Regions from separate parts of the Mus musculus genome. Here region 2 is linked to region 1. A link is a contact called in public Hi-C data. All regions are on one chromosome and are shown on one strand. Each heading gives the region's core, a stretch centred on a gene start, on an enhancer-like site or on the middle of the called end of the contact. The rest is flanking DNA. Distances are from core to core; before and after follow the strand shown.

Region 1 (6,548 bases), core at 2,475-4,974:
TAGATGCTCTTTTTTTCTTTATTATTGTTACTTTTTTGGTATGTGTGTGTCCATTTTTATTTGTGCATATATGGTTTCAGGGCACTATTTGTATTGGATAACCATCTAAGAGGCTCGTCTCTGAGAAAGGCTAATTTTCCTCTCTCAGCAGTCATTAGTTGCCTGTAGTTATTTGTCTAGGGGTAAGGTCCTGTGAGATTAGCAATAGCATGTCTATTGACATTGTCATTTTTCAGACCTTGTTTGGGCAGCTATTTCTAGAAGACATAGTCTCATGGCAGACTTCCTGGTCCTCTGGCTCTTAGAATCTTCCTGCTTCCTCTTCTGTGATATTTCCTGAACCTTAGGTATAGGAGTTGTGTTAGAGATATAGGCATTGGTGTGGCCTCCCCACCATCCATTTTCTGTGAGTTGTATCGGTTGTGTTTCTCTGTAATAGTGTCCATCTGCTATCAAGAAAGGCTTCTTTGTTGAGGGGTGAGAGCTACCTTAACTTGTGGGTTTAAGGATTTGTTTTAGAATGCAGATAGGAATTATGCTGGTTCAATAAAGTTGCAGTAGTAGGTTCTCTTCCAAGATCCATGGCTTCACTGGCCCCAGGTATGGTATCAGTCATGATTTTTCTCCTGTTGACTGGGTCTTAAGTCCAAGGCCCTGGTTACCATCAAGATCTAAGTGCTAGTAATGCACTTTTAGGTACATTTTGACATATTGATCGGTGCTGTATGGTTGTGTGTTTCTGCCTCATTGCTGGGGTGTCTGATCACTACTCAGTGAGGTGAAACACAGAGGTGCTAAGCTACTTTCCTTTTTTGTTGCTGGAGTGCCACACTCATGGGAGGCCAACATGCCGCTCAGGGGAAGAAAAACACAGCCTAACATAGGGGTTCCAGCCCGTGTTTCCCTGGCTGGGAAATGGTGGGGGCTGGGATGGAGGCAGAGTTCTCAAACTTCTGTGCACCTAGACTCCGCACTGCAAGGAATTGGGAAAGGCACTGAGATGAGCCTGGGGTGGGGTAGCTCTGTGTGAGTGCCAGGAGTGACGAGGGGCCTTCTGTGGGAGACTTAGGTGCCCGCCCGCGCCCCCCCTCCCCCGTGGTCCTTCATGAAGGAGACAATGCTTGCTTGTCCAAACTGTGTATTCATAGTGGATGAAGATGCATAGGACTTACTCAGGGTGAGCCAGAGATTAAACACCTTTTGTAGAACGGGATGCCCAGGAAGGGAAGCTTAGTGACAAAACCTTGGGGTACATCTAGAAACCTCATTAGAATGTAGAACTCTGGGTTTCTATGCTACTTGACCAGGTGTCATGGTCCTTTAGTGGGGTGTCATGGTCACATGTTCCAGGACAGGAACCTGGTTGGGAGTAGATTTAAATGCCTCCCTTTTGCAACTATGAGAATTGCCAAGGTTCCTGAATTTGCCTGACCTTATCAGTTCTTATGCCTAGTGACACGGTTCCACTTGCCCCACAGTGTTGTAATCTATATGTGGCAAATTTATAATACTATTAAATTATAGGAGACATTGGTCAGAGTGTGCAATATTAGGGCAACCCATAAAAAGTTTAATCTCAGTATCAATTCTACATCGGTGAACACTGGCACAGTAGAGTGCTCTCCTACACTTTCTGTTTTAGAAGGCACTTAACATAGAAAGGAACATGTGGCAATGAGCATTATGGCACAGAAGGACACCACCAAAGTCCTAAATAATCAATTAGGTAAACAGTAATTTAGGGCCGGGTGGCGGTGGTGCACGCCTTTAATCCCAGCACTTGGGAGGCAGAGGCAGAGGCAGAGGCAAGTAGATTTCTGAGTTCAAGGCCAGCCTGGTCTACAAAGTGAGTTCCAGGACAGCCAGGGCTACACAGAGAAACCCTGTCTCAAAAAACCAAAATAAATAAATAAATAAATAATAATAATAAAGTAATTTAGCTCCTGTTTTTGAAGCAAAACTCAGAATGTTTGGCTCAATACAATAATAGGTCTATAGCATTGAAAAAAATAAAAACTTTAGACTTCTTTCAAATTAAGGGAATGGTATTAGAAGACTTAGTCTCTGAAATAAACTCAATTTTTAAAAAATTAAGTGTAACATATATGTAATAACAAAATACTTACTTTTTTCAGGGCCATAGAGGAAGAGCAGACTTTAAAATAACAGGACCACCCAAATTGTAGGTTTGGGTGGCTTGGGATTTTGTTTGGTTTTGTTTGAGTGGTATTGACTTTAAAAAGGTAGAAATATCAAAAGGATTGCATTGGCCATAATGTTTTGTATAAGAAGAGCCCTTATTGTTTACTTTGCATGCCTTTAATTATAAACTTTTGCATGATGCACAGTTCAGACACTCATTTATATGTAATAATTACCTACGTTATTAGATGCACTAAAATCACCTAAGATTCTAGGAGCCGCAAAAGCCAGGTCTTGCACAATGCCTCTTATCCACTGTGTCCAGAGATGACAATAACCACACAGGCCTGTATGAATGGCATATGTGTGTGCCTGTGCCATGGAGCAGGCATGGGGAACCCTGGAACTGCGATTACAAGCAGTTATGAGATGAGACCTGGGACCTGAATCTGAGTCCTCTGACAGAGAAGCCGGTATTCTTAACCACAGAGCCATCTCTGCAACCTTATATCTTTGTTTTTTAAGCTGGGTTTTATAAATGCATCAAAAACAGACCTGTGTCTTAACAAACACTCATTGTTTAAAGCAGAGGACTGGATTTTAGTTTTATATCCATGTACTGAATGGTGACCTTAGGAATTTTAATAACCTGCAAGCATCATACATAAATCAAACCTTATATGATTTACCGGAACCTTGTAGGATGTACTTAAATATTCTTGTTTTGTGTTCATCTTTCTTCTTCCATTTTGGAAAAGCTCAGCTTTTATCTTAGGACAAACCCTTATTTTCCCATCCAAAAGGCTTTTTTCAAGAACATTATCTTTATAGCTTTTCTTATCAAAAATATAGCTAGATATCTACATTTTCTCTTAAATTTCTTTCTCTCATTCCTAATGATTTCTTTTTAATTTCCTTTCTTAAAATTAGGACACAAAATAACAAACCTATTAATCAAGTTAATTTATTTCATCATTATTATTTTATTTGTTTAATTTTGTTTTTTGAGACAGGATTTCTTTGTGTAGCCCTGAATGCCCTGGAATTCATTTGTAAAACGGGCTGACCTGGAACTCAGATCTTCTTGCCTCTGTTTCTGGTGCTCTGAAATTAGAGGCCTGGCACCAAACCAGGCTTTTATTTACCAATGACTAAAAGAAAGTTTAATTCTAATTACATTTTGGACATAATGTAACAAATTAACATCACCTGTCCACATATTGTTAAATTGTAAAGTTCTTTTTGTGTTAAGTCCTAAACTGGACATCCTTGCTACATGGATTTGTAAGAAGGTTTCCTTTAAGTATTTTTATTTATTTATTTATTTTGGTCAGTCCCAGAATGTTACACTCCATCAAGAGCTGTCCAAGGTAACAACTTCTGGTGGCCTTGGACAGTGAATTATCTTGAATGAGAAAGACAAAGGCAGAAGATAAATTACACAGTTTAACCCCACAATTGCAACTTGGGCTGCAAAATCCATTTACTCCCTTCCAAACTTGGGGAAAAATAGCAACCTCTTGACCACAGATGGATGAGCACAGGCAGAGCGTGTTGCCAGAACATGCCCCCAGGGACCGTTGCCAGAAATAGAGGCATCGCTACTGATTCTCAGTCAACGCTCTGAAGTAAACCAGATGGAACAGGACAGAAAGATGCTTTGAAATCAGAGGCAGGAAATCAGGAATAAAAACAGAATGGGCTACAACCGAGGCCAAAACAAGGAACCCAAACCAAAAAGTATAGCAATTCAATCTGTTAGACAAAATCTGCAGAGAGTGCCAGGAGCCAAGGAGGGGGAAACCCCCAAGTGAAAATACTTGCCATCCTAGAGTTTCTCATCCTAGAACCAAATGCCAACAAGTGCGAGTCCTTGTTATCTCAGTGACAGGTCAGAGAGCCCAGACGTTGATGCCAGTAACCACAGATAGAACTGAATTTCAATCTTTAATTCTCACTGTATTCAGAAAGCCAGTAATCCAGGAAGGTCGCAGGCTAACTATCTTATGTCTCCTCTCCAGTCAGCAGATCACATAGGAGAAGAGGCAGGAAATAATCATTCCAGAACTCAGCCTTGCCCGTTTGCTCAGATGATGAGCCACATGTCTGAACGAACGTGTGTGTGTGTGCTAAGTAGTTAATAACATGTCTATGTAGATACCATAAAATGAAATATAAATGTCTTTATAACACAGAGCATAAAAGTGCCCCATCCATCCTCTCTGCTCCCTGACAGATATAAAAGACAGGGCATGAATGCAGGAAGAAGGAAAGAAGCCGACTAAGGAGGAGCAAATGGAAATGAGGCAGAGAAATGAAGTACAGGTGACGTGAGATCAGAAAAGGGAAGTGGGGAAAAGGGACCAGCAAGAGGGGGTGGGGTATGGAGGGGCAGGGGTAGGGATAAGTAGAGCAGTGGAGAGGAGAAAACAGAATAAAATACATGGGGCTGGAGATGTAGCCCAGTTGGTAGAGTATTCATCTTACATGTTCAAAGCCCTGGGTTCCGTCGCCAGCACTACATAATCAGGATGTTTGATGGTGGGTACCTAGGATCCATTTAGAAGATGGAGACAGGAAGATAAATGATTCAGGGTCATCCTCAGCTACAAAGTGAATTCTAGGCTAGCCTGTGCTACCTAGAATCCTGAAGAGAGAGGGACCATGATGAAAGGCATAACTTTTACAAAAATTACAAAGTGTGTACTGTAGTCAGGCTATTAGTACACCATAATCCGACAAGCCCACCACACAAGAGTCCTGCAGTTTCATGCCTCAGTGCCTTCTGCTTCTGCCCCCCAGGCTGCAGAGTGCTTGAACAAGGACTCCACCGACAGCCTCCAGGCGCACCTGCTGGAGCTCCAAGCCCTAGAGGACAATGCCAGACAAGAGCTGCAGGAGGACTGTGAGCAGATGCAAGTCCAGCAGTCTGGGCTTCTTGGTAAATACCCACTGTCCACCTGGGGGAGTCCAGCCACTGTGTGCTCTACACATGGAAAGTAGTGGCAAGTGGGGGCCCATGGACCACAGCAACAATCCCAGCTCCGTTTCCCACTCTCTGTGAGAGCTGGGGGAGGGGGCATCTGGGCTGCATTTCCCTTTGCTATCCAAATGAATCTCTAATGATCTCTACCTCATAGGGTCATTATGTAGATTAAATAGGATGTGAACTATACCATGTGTTGCAAACATGAGTCCAGTGAACGTGGATTCTGTGGTTAGCACTCAATAGAACACAGATACAAGCCTTGGCTAGGGTTTCATTGAATAGCCTCAATTTTGTGGGCTTTCCATTCCAGTGATATCTGCAAATTAGGGGACTCAGGCATCACCTGACTTTCTTCTGCCTACTGTCCCTAGCATGAAATACATCTCTGGTTCCATTTTAACATCAAACCTACTCTCTTGGTGTTCCAGAAGTTATCAGTGGCAGTTAAGATCTCTGAAACTAAACTAGGTTTCAAACTTAACTCCAGCACTCACTAGCTGTGTGCCTTGAGCAACCTACCATTTGTCCAATGTAGGCAATGATAGTGCTCACCTCATAGGGCTATAATGACTTTAGTGAGTAAACTCCTGACTGATTCTGGTTTTAGGCTGAATCCTGCTGGATTACAATCTACTGCTCTCCCTTGCCACCGTGGCCCAGCCAAGATCCTATACCCAAGGCTAGGAGAACTTCTGAATGTTTTGTCTCCTTAAAAACTGACATAAGCTTCAAGATTCCTGCCTTGAGACCAAGACTTCAGAAGAGGTCCTCCGCCCACTGGACAGTTCCTTGTGTTTCCTTGGTTTTTCTGACTTGGTCCCCAGGCCCTGTGTTGCCTTCAGATCTAGACTAGCCTGACGCCAGCAGGCCATAACCTGCTATTCCTCCTAACTAGCAAGCAGAAGCCACCACAGATGGTTAAAATCAAAGAGGAAACACTCAAAACGTTGACTCCCATTCCACCATTTAATAGCTGTGTAGTTCTTGGTTGCTCACATCTTCTGTTGCTTGTAATGAAATGGAACTGGGATGGTAGGGTCATGGGGACAGCAAGGTGGGGGGGGAGCATACAAACATCTGGTTTCAGGATTTACTGAATGCCCCTTACATCCTCCCGTTGCTTCGGTGATCCTGGAATAAGTTTAGGAATGATCTCTCACTTCTTCCTTCCAGAGTCCCTGAGGCAGGAGCTGACAGAGCAGCGAGTTGCCTGCTGTGAGCATCAGAAGGCCCTGGAGATGCTACAGAATGAGTTCAGGGCGGTGGGGCCCTTAGGGAAGTGGCAGGCCACCAATCAGTGTCCAGGGGACAGAAGAGACCACACCTTTATTACAGAGGTCAGTACCTTGCCTGTGTCCACACAATACTCTTTCTAAGATAACACTAGGCCCATAGAGAACAGGCCCGTATGGATGGA
Region 2 (6,548 bases), core at 1,049-3,548, 96 kb before region 1:
TTAATGCCAGGTTCATTCCTCCCAGTGTACTCTAAAGTCAAGTGTACACTTTGCAAACCGATCATGTTACCTGTACTGAGAAAACTCTTGTGCCCGACTCTCCTTTTTCCACTGGTTTCCACACCTATTACCACTAACACAATTTTAAGGTGGGAAGCTAGAAACGATGATATTACCAAATAGTTACAGGCAGCTATTTCCAAAATTGTGGTCCTCCTAATGGTCATATTAATATTTTATATAGCCTGATTATATTTTTGCCTTAACACATTTTATTACAAAATGGCATACTCTGTGCTGTTATATTAATATACTTAATGACATCTCAGTGCAAATGTTGCCATTTTGTGACAAGGTGATCTGTTTTTGTTGTTCCTTCGGGAGAGAAGATTGAGAAACTCCGCTCCTGTCTCAGAGGGCTTGGATTTCAGGAGTTCACCACCATACCTAGTCCCAACACACATTTTAAAAAATTGTCTAATTTCTTGATATTAATGCAAGGAAGAAATGAAAGGGATGAAATGAAATTAAATAGTATGCCTTTTAGTATATAAATTGAGTAACTTGATGATGATGTAGTATTCGGGTGCTTGCACGTTAGGAGACTTGCCACCAATGTGGCAAGTGTGTGTTCACTCTCAAATACCAAGAGTCACAGGGCCACTGATGTGATAATCCAAATTAGTGAATATTTTTTTGGTTCAGTATTCTCATTCCATGAAGGCTAATTTTCTTCTCATTTGCACAGTGGTTGAATTTCTGTAAAAATGATATTATTTATATACTAAAAATAGCATTCTATAAAATTTGGAAATAAATAGGAAGCCTGTATTTAATACATGGACTCCTGTGACCCTGATCACCAAAGATTTTTGTCCCACGGAGTTGTGGGATAAGCCTAAGGTTCTCTTGGTTGCTCCTCTGGGTGCTCTGTAATGCCTGGGAGGTAGACAGGGGTTCACAGTTGTGGTATCACTGTCCCCATTTCACACCCAACTGCCGTTTGTAATCACCTGATCAAATAGTTAATTTTTCCCACCTATAAAATGAGTATTGTTATTGGAGGGCGAGAAGTTTATAAAATAAAATATATTAGCCAGGCAAAATCATAATAATGACACTATTGCCACTTCAGAAAAATCTGACCAGGATTCTGTCTTGTTTCTCAAAGTCCATTGTTCAAAACCAAAAAAAAAAGCCAGAAACGATTTTGGTTCTCTACCTACCTGCTTTCCCAGTCTAAGGGGCAACAACTTCAAAACGCAACAAGGTTCAGCCTCGGGTCTGTCTGAGGTAATGGCACAGGTTAGATGAGCTCCTTTGCTTTAACTGGGTAGGCTTGACTTTCCAGACCCATCTGGTGCCCCTTGTAACTTCCTTTCCCACTACCACCCTTTCTAGCTCTTGCAGGACTTTTTTTCCTTGTCGCTACCTCTTTCCCTACTCTGAGACCGAAATCTGGCGATGCCCCGCCCCCAACCCACCCCCAAGTTTCGGTCACTAGTGACCTTTGAGTGGACGATGTGGGGAGATCTCTAGCATCACTGAGCAGGTCCTATCCAAGGTCAGGAAGGGGGGCTTCCAATTCAGTCCCACCGTGTAGTTCTGAGGTTCCAGCTCTATTCCCACTTTGAGCTCCAGATCTCAACCTCCTAGAATCGGAGTGGTTAGCTCCCTCATCCCCACTTCTGCCCTTCAGCATCCCGCCTCCTCTCTTCACCCTCGCTCTAAGCATCAGGGCTGCAGGAATAAGACCCGCTCTCTCATCTGTCCCATCTACTACTACAGGATTTTCTAATATTTTCATTCTGATTTGCCGATCTGCTAGGGACTAAAGCCAGCATTTCTTCCTCTTGGCCTGAGCTATCCACCTCGGGCTGGATCGCTCACAGTGGAGTTGGAAGCTCCAAGCCACCCAGTTGGCCAAGGAGAGGGAAGGGAAAAAAAAAAAAAAAAAACCCTGCCCAGGGCACCGCCCCCACCTCCTGTCCCCCAACACCCCTCAGAAGCTGTCCTCTTGCAGGTATAGCCCGCACCCTCTCGGAAGCATCCGCAGATGGTAAACCTCACGTGCAAGGCGCCAGCGCTACGCTGCATGGTGCGGGTGCCCGTGAGCCAGCTAGCTCGCGAACGAGCACGAGCAGAGGAAGGTGGTGCGCGAGTGGGCCCGGGAAGGAGACACCTCCGGAAAGAGAGCCACGCGGCTGTGCTGGCAGGACTGCAGTGCCACCTCTCTGGAGAAAGCTCTCACGCCCGTGCTCGAACGCACGTGCACACGGCCAGCGGTGAGAGCGCGCGAGTCAGAGCATTTCAGTGCAGGGCTCCTTAAAGCGATGGCATCTGCCCTCAACAGCAAAATTCACCCGCCAGGAACCTGCGCGAGCTCCAAAGCCGACGCCCGCGGTGGCTCGGGCTGGAGAATGGACTGTGATCCGGAGATGCACGTGAAAATGTGCAAGAAGATCGCTCAGCTCACTAAGGTAAGGCGGGGTGCTGCGGGCAGACCAGCTGTGTGCCACAGGCACCCAGAGTAGGGGTGGGAGTGTAGAAGCACCCCAGGGGAGGACCGCACTGAATCCCCACAAACTTTGTCACAGAGACCAAAGGAAGCTGTTCTGTATCTGAGTGAAGTGACCTTCTGGAGACTGCATTTGGAAGCAGCAGACAGGATTCTTTGCCAAGGAAACTCCCGCAGCCTGCTTGCTTAGCAGGTGGGCTGTGCTTTCCCAAGGCTAGAGGGTGTGTGTGTGTGTGTGTGTGTGTGTGTGTGTGTGAGAGAGAGAGAGAGAGAGAGAGAGAGAGAGAGAGAGAGAGAGAGAGAGAGAGAGAGAGAGATCATGTTCCCTTGCCAGCCCTGTTCAAACCTTCAAACCATCATGCCTGGAATGTTGTGATTTTATTCTCTATATCTGGGGAGATCATGTGAGACCTATTTAAACACGATTCATTAATTCCTTCATTCAACAAATATTTGAATCATTTGTTGAGTGCTAGCAGTCTTTCGTGGCATCGTACTAAACCTGGAAGGAAGCCCAGGGGACTTACTGTCAAACTGACTACAGGCATGTGTTGGATCATAAATGGGAAAGGGTAGGATGCTGTGTATGCTTGTGGTAATGGAAAAGACCTTGGGAGGTCAGCCAGCCCATATCCCTACTTCATCTCAGGATCTTGGTTGAATATATCCAGTATGTATACTTGAGATGTTGCCAATGCAGGTTGTTAATCCCTGGCAATTTCCCGGTTAGGAACAACTCCGCACAGATTCCCTCCACATATCTGTAGAGATGTCTTTCCTGCAGGGTTTGAGTAGTTTAAATTGTTTACTTGGTATTTTCCATTTGGTCTCAAACTCCTAGCACAATGCCTACTAGTAAAGACTAGCTCCAGCGTTTGTCCCAGAGTATAATGAATGACATATTCTGATTTCTTTCCTAAACATCTTCCTCTTACTTTCCATACCTGCTTTTCTGAAGGATGGATGAGCATCCTTACCACACTGGAATCCAACATAGGGTGAAACAGAACAGCACTCGCTTTCTTCTCCTGACCTCCCATTGGCCTCTTCATATTCTTTGCACAAGAGCCTGTCTCCAGACAGTCGTGCCACGATATCTAACCCAAAGGTGTCTAATAGCGCCGATCAAAAACTTACTTAAGTTTCTTATATAAAAATGATTTTCGTATCTGAAAAAGCAATTATAGGATCCGACACCTTCCTTGTCTTCAAAAAGCTAAAGTTTTTGTTGTTTGTTGGTTTGTTTGTTGGAAGAGAAGCAAGATTTGAAATAGCAAGAGCAATTAAAAGCACACAACAAGAGCTATGTGTGATACTTCAAGTTATGAGTCCTATGAAAGTGGAAACAAAGCAGGGCACGGCAGTGTGTGCAGAAAGAAGGGGAAAATTATGAAAGAATTATCCTTGACTTGTGATAGTGATGATCTATGGGGTGCCTGCTCTATTTAAAAGATTGAACATCACTTTTATTTTTGTGTACGTGTGTGTCTGTACATATACCCCATTGGTGGGTGCCTATGGAAGCCAGAAGAAGATGTGGGCTTTCAGGAAGCTGGAGTTACAAGTGACTATGAGCCACCCAATGTGGTTGCTGAAAATCAAACTCAGATCCTCTGTAACAGCAGCAAATATTCTTAACCACTGGGCTATCTCACTAGTTTCATATACTGAATATTGGTGCAATAAGCCCTAGGCAGGTTCTGTTCTAGCTAGTAGAGTCATTTTGAAAAAGGGGACTCTGAACTGAGAAAAATGCCTCTATAAGATTTCCCTGTAGGCAAGTCTGTAGTTTTTAAAATTATAGTTGGTGTGTCTAGCTGACTGTGTGTGGTGCTATTCCTGGGCAGGTGGTCATGGGCACTCTAAGAAAGCAGGCTGGGTAAGCCACTGAACAGCACTCCTCCATGGCCTCTGCTTTAGTTTCTGCCTTCAGGCTCTTTCCCTGACTTCCTTGGATGATGGACTACCAATTGTAAGGAGAAATTAAACCCTTTCCTCTCCAAGTTGCTAACAGTGATAGTGTTTTATCACAGCAATAGAAACCCTAACAAAAGCGTAGCCCTTTCCTTTATGGTATGTCAAACACATAAATAGATTATTTCAATGTAACTGGGTGGTGATTCAATTCAGTAATATTTATGGATTACCTATTTTGCTAAGCCATGAAGACTCAGCAATACAGAAGGCAAACACCATCCCTGGTGCATAATCAGCAATATTTCTCAGAGTTCTCCGTTACAAATCACGATTGAGTCTTACTATGTAGTACCACTCAGTACCACTTTTCACACTAATTTCTTAAGGTGAGATTTTTGTTTCTGATAAACCACTCTTCTTTTGCCTACTATTTGTACGGTGCATATTTTCTACATTTGAACATTTAGTATTTCCATGAGCTTTTCTTTGATAGGTGAATTTAATCCAGGTGATCACAAATATTCTCCCATCATGATTTGTGGTTTTCCTTTGCTATTCTTCCCCTATGCTTTCTCCGTCTCCATTCCCATGTTCTGTAAGATTAGGAAAGATGATTTACATTCTGTGACTGGTTTGAGAGCTCGAGGCTTTATTCAACTCAGTCTCAGGACTGTCATTCATGTTTCAACTTAGCTACTTAACTATGATGTTTTCTACCAAAGGTTTTAAAGTGAATTTTCCTACAGAAGAGCTCTTTTCACCCATCAGTGTAGTCCCACGTGTATTTAGTGAACACAATTGTGTCCAGTGATTCATAAAGTCTAGCTGGAGAACAAGTCCATTTCTCATGCACATTTGAAGGTGGTCCCTATTCACACCCCCATCACTAGGCAACCTTTTATTCTTTTCTGTCCTTTTCCAAAACAATCACTTATTTAATGATTTTAGTGCATATGTGTCTGAGAAAGTATATACACACATGCTGTGTGTGCACGTGCTGATGACCAGAAGGAAACAGGAAGAGTCCTCTATCTCTCCCTGCTTATTCCTATGAGGGAGGCAAGGTCTCTCCCTGAAACAAGAGGCTCAAGTTTTTCCAGATAGGCTGGCAGCCAGCAAAATTTGGTTTTCCTTTTATTTCTACCCATTTCGGAGCTGGTGTTAGGGCTAGCTGTGTAGGTGCTGAGATTTGAACTCTTCCTCTTCTTGTGGTTGTTCAACATACACTCTTAGCCACTAAGCCGTCTCTCCCTCCAGCCCAAATATCCAGGTTTGTCTCTTATAGGTATTTCAAATAAATGAAATCATCCAATACTTAATCCTTTATTTCTGGTGTTTTCTTAGAGGACCATCCATGTCCTATCACATAATGTCACATATGCATCTATCTCTTATATAGCTATCTCAAGTTTGATTTATCATGATTTATCTTTTCACCAACTGATAATTTTGGATTCCATCTTTTCTGGTTAACATCAACAGTACTGCTATGGACATGCTAAATCCATATGCAAGTCTTTATGTGTCCTTGGATACACACTGAAAAGCAAAATCTTTCACTTTTAATGCTTATTTTTAATTTTTAATTGATGCATAAAATCTGTATGTATTTGTGGGATACAGATGTTTCAGGTACGTATTAACTCAGGGTATCAGTGTCTCCATCACCTCAACTATTTGCTGTTTCTTTGTGGTGATACTGTTCAAACTCTCTTCTAGCTATTTGGAAAGATACAATTACTTGGCATCCACCATAGTTATCCTGTAGTTCTCTGGAACATTAGAAGGCATTCCACCTACTCCAACTGTACCACTATATTCAATAACCAGTCTGCCACCTTCCTCTTTACACTTCTTAGCCTCTGGGAACTGCTATTCTACTTTCTACCTTCGTGAAATCAATTATTTTAGCTACCACATGTAAGTAAGAACATGCAGCATTGTCTTTCTGTGCCTAACTTACTGCAGTTACCCTGATACATCCAGCTCCATTCATGATGCAGTGACAGGATTTTATGCTGTTGTATGAGTGGATAGTCCTCTGCTGTGTGTAGATAACACAGTTTCTTTGTTCACCCATTAGTGGACATTTAGGTGTGTTTCGTGTCTTGGC

The links. Hi-C and Micro-C count contacts between places; a contact is called where the count stands out from the background.
Region 2: a Hi-C map of the N1E-115 cell line shows a contact between it and region 1, with 2.4 times the contacts expected there. The contact joins the promoter of 9630001P10Rik here to the enhancer-like site in region 1. A contact is called at or near these places in 2 of 39 promoter capture datasets (the C10 cell line and liver), 10 of 484 Hi-C or Micro-C datasets (the CH12 cell line, the G1E-ER4 cell line, the N1E-115 cell line and 6 more), 7 of 115 datasets of contacts at active chromatin or transcription factors (embryonic forebrain, embryonic stem cells, forebrain and 1 more) and 3 of 9 other capture datasets (adipose tissue, liver and pancreatic islet).

What each region holds. Positions count from the first base shown.
Region 1 is chr5:45,540,762-45,547,309 of GRCm38.p6, reverse strand. Fam184b (family with sequence similarity 184, member B) reads left to right here. Exons shown (of 16, transcript NM_021416.3): 9 at 4,945-5,083; 10 at 6,305-6,468. Among named protein-coding and RNA genes, the nearest start is that of Med28, 24 kb to the right of the region's middle. Within about 2 kb of position 3,724, at least 6 of the 459 cell types and tissues checked have an H3K27ac peak or open chromatin away from gene starts, as enhancers often do. A contact at or near this core is called in the N1E-115 cell line, cerebellar granule neurons and cerebellum, where this site is marked.
Region 2 is chr5:45,635,025-45,641,572 of GRCm38.p6, reverse strand. 9630001P10Rik (RIKEN cDNA 9630001P10 gene) reads right to left here and starts at 2,298. Exons shown (of 4, transcript NR_102378.1): 1 at 2,037-2,298; 2 at 1,227-1,284. Fam184b (family with sequence similarity 184, member B) reads left to right here and starts at 2,072. Exons shown (of 16, transcript NM_021416.3): 1 at 2,072-2,480. The coding sequence starts at 2,334.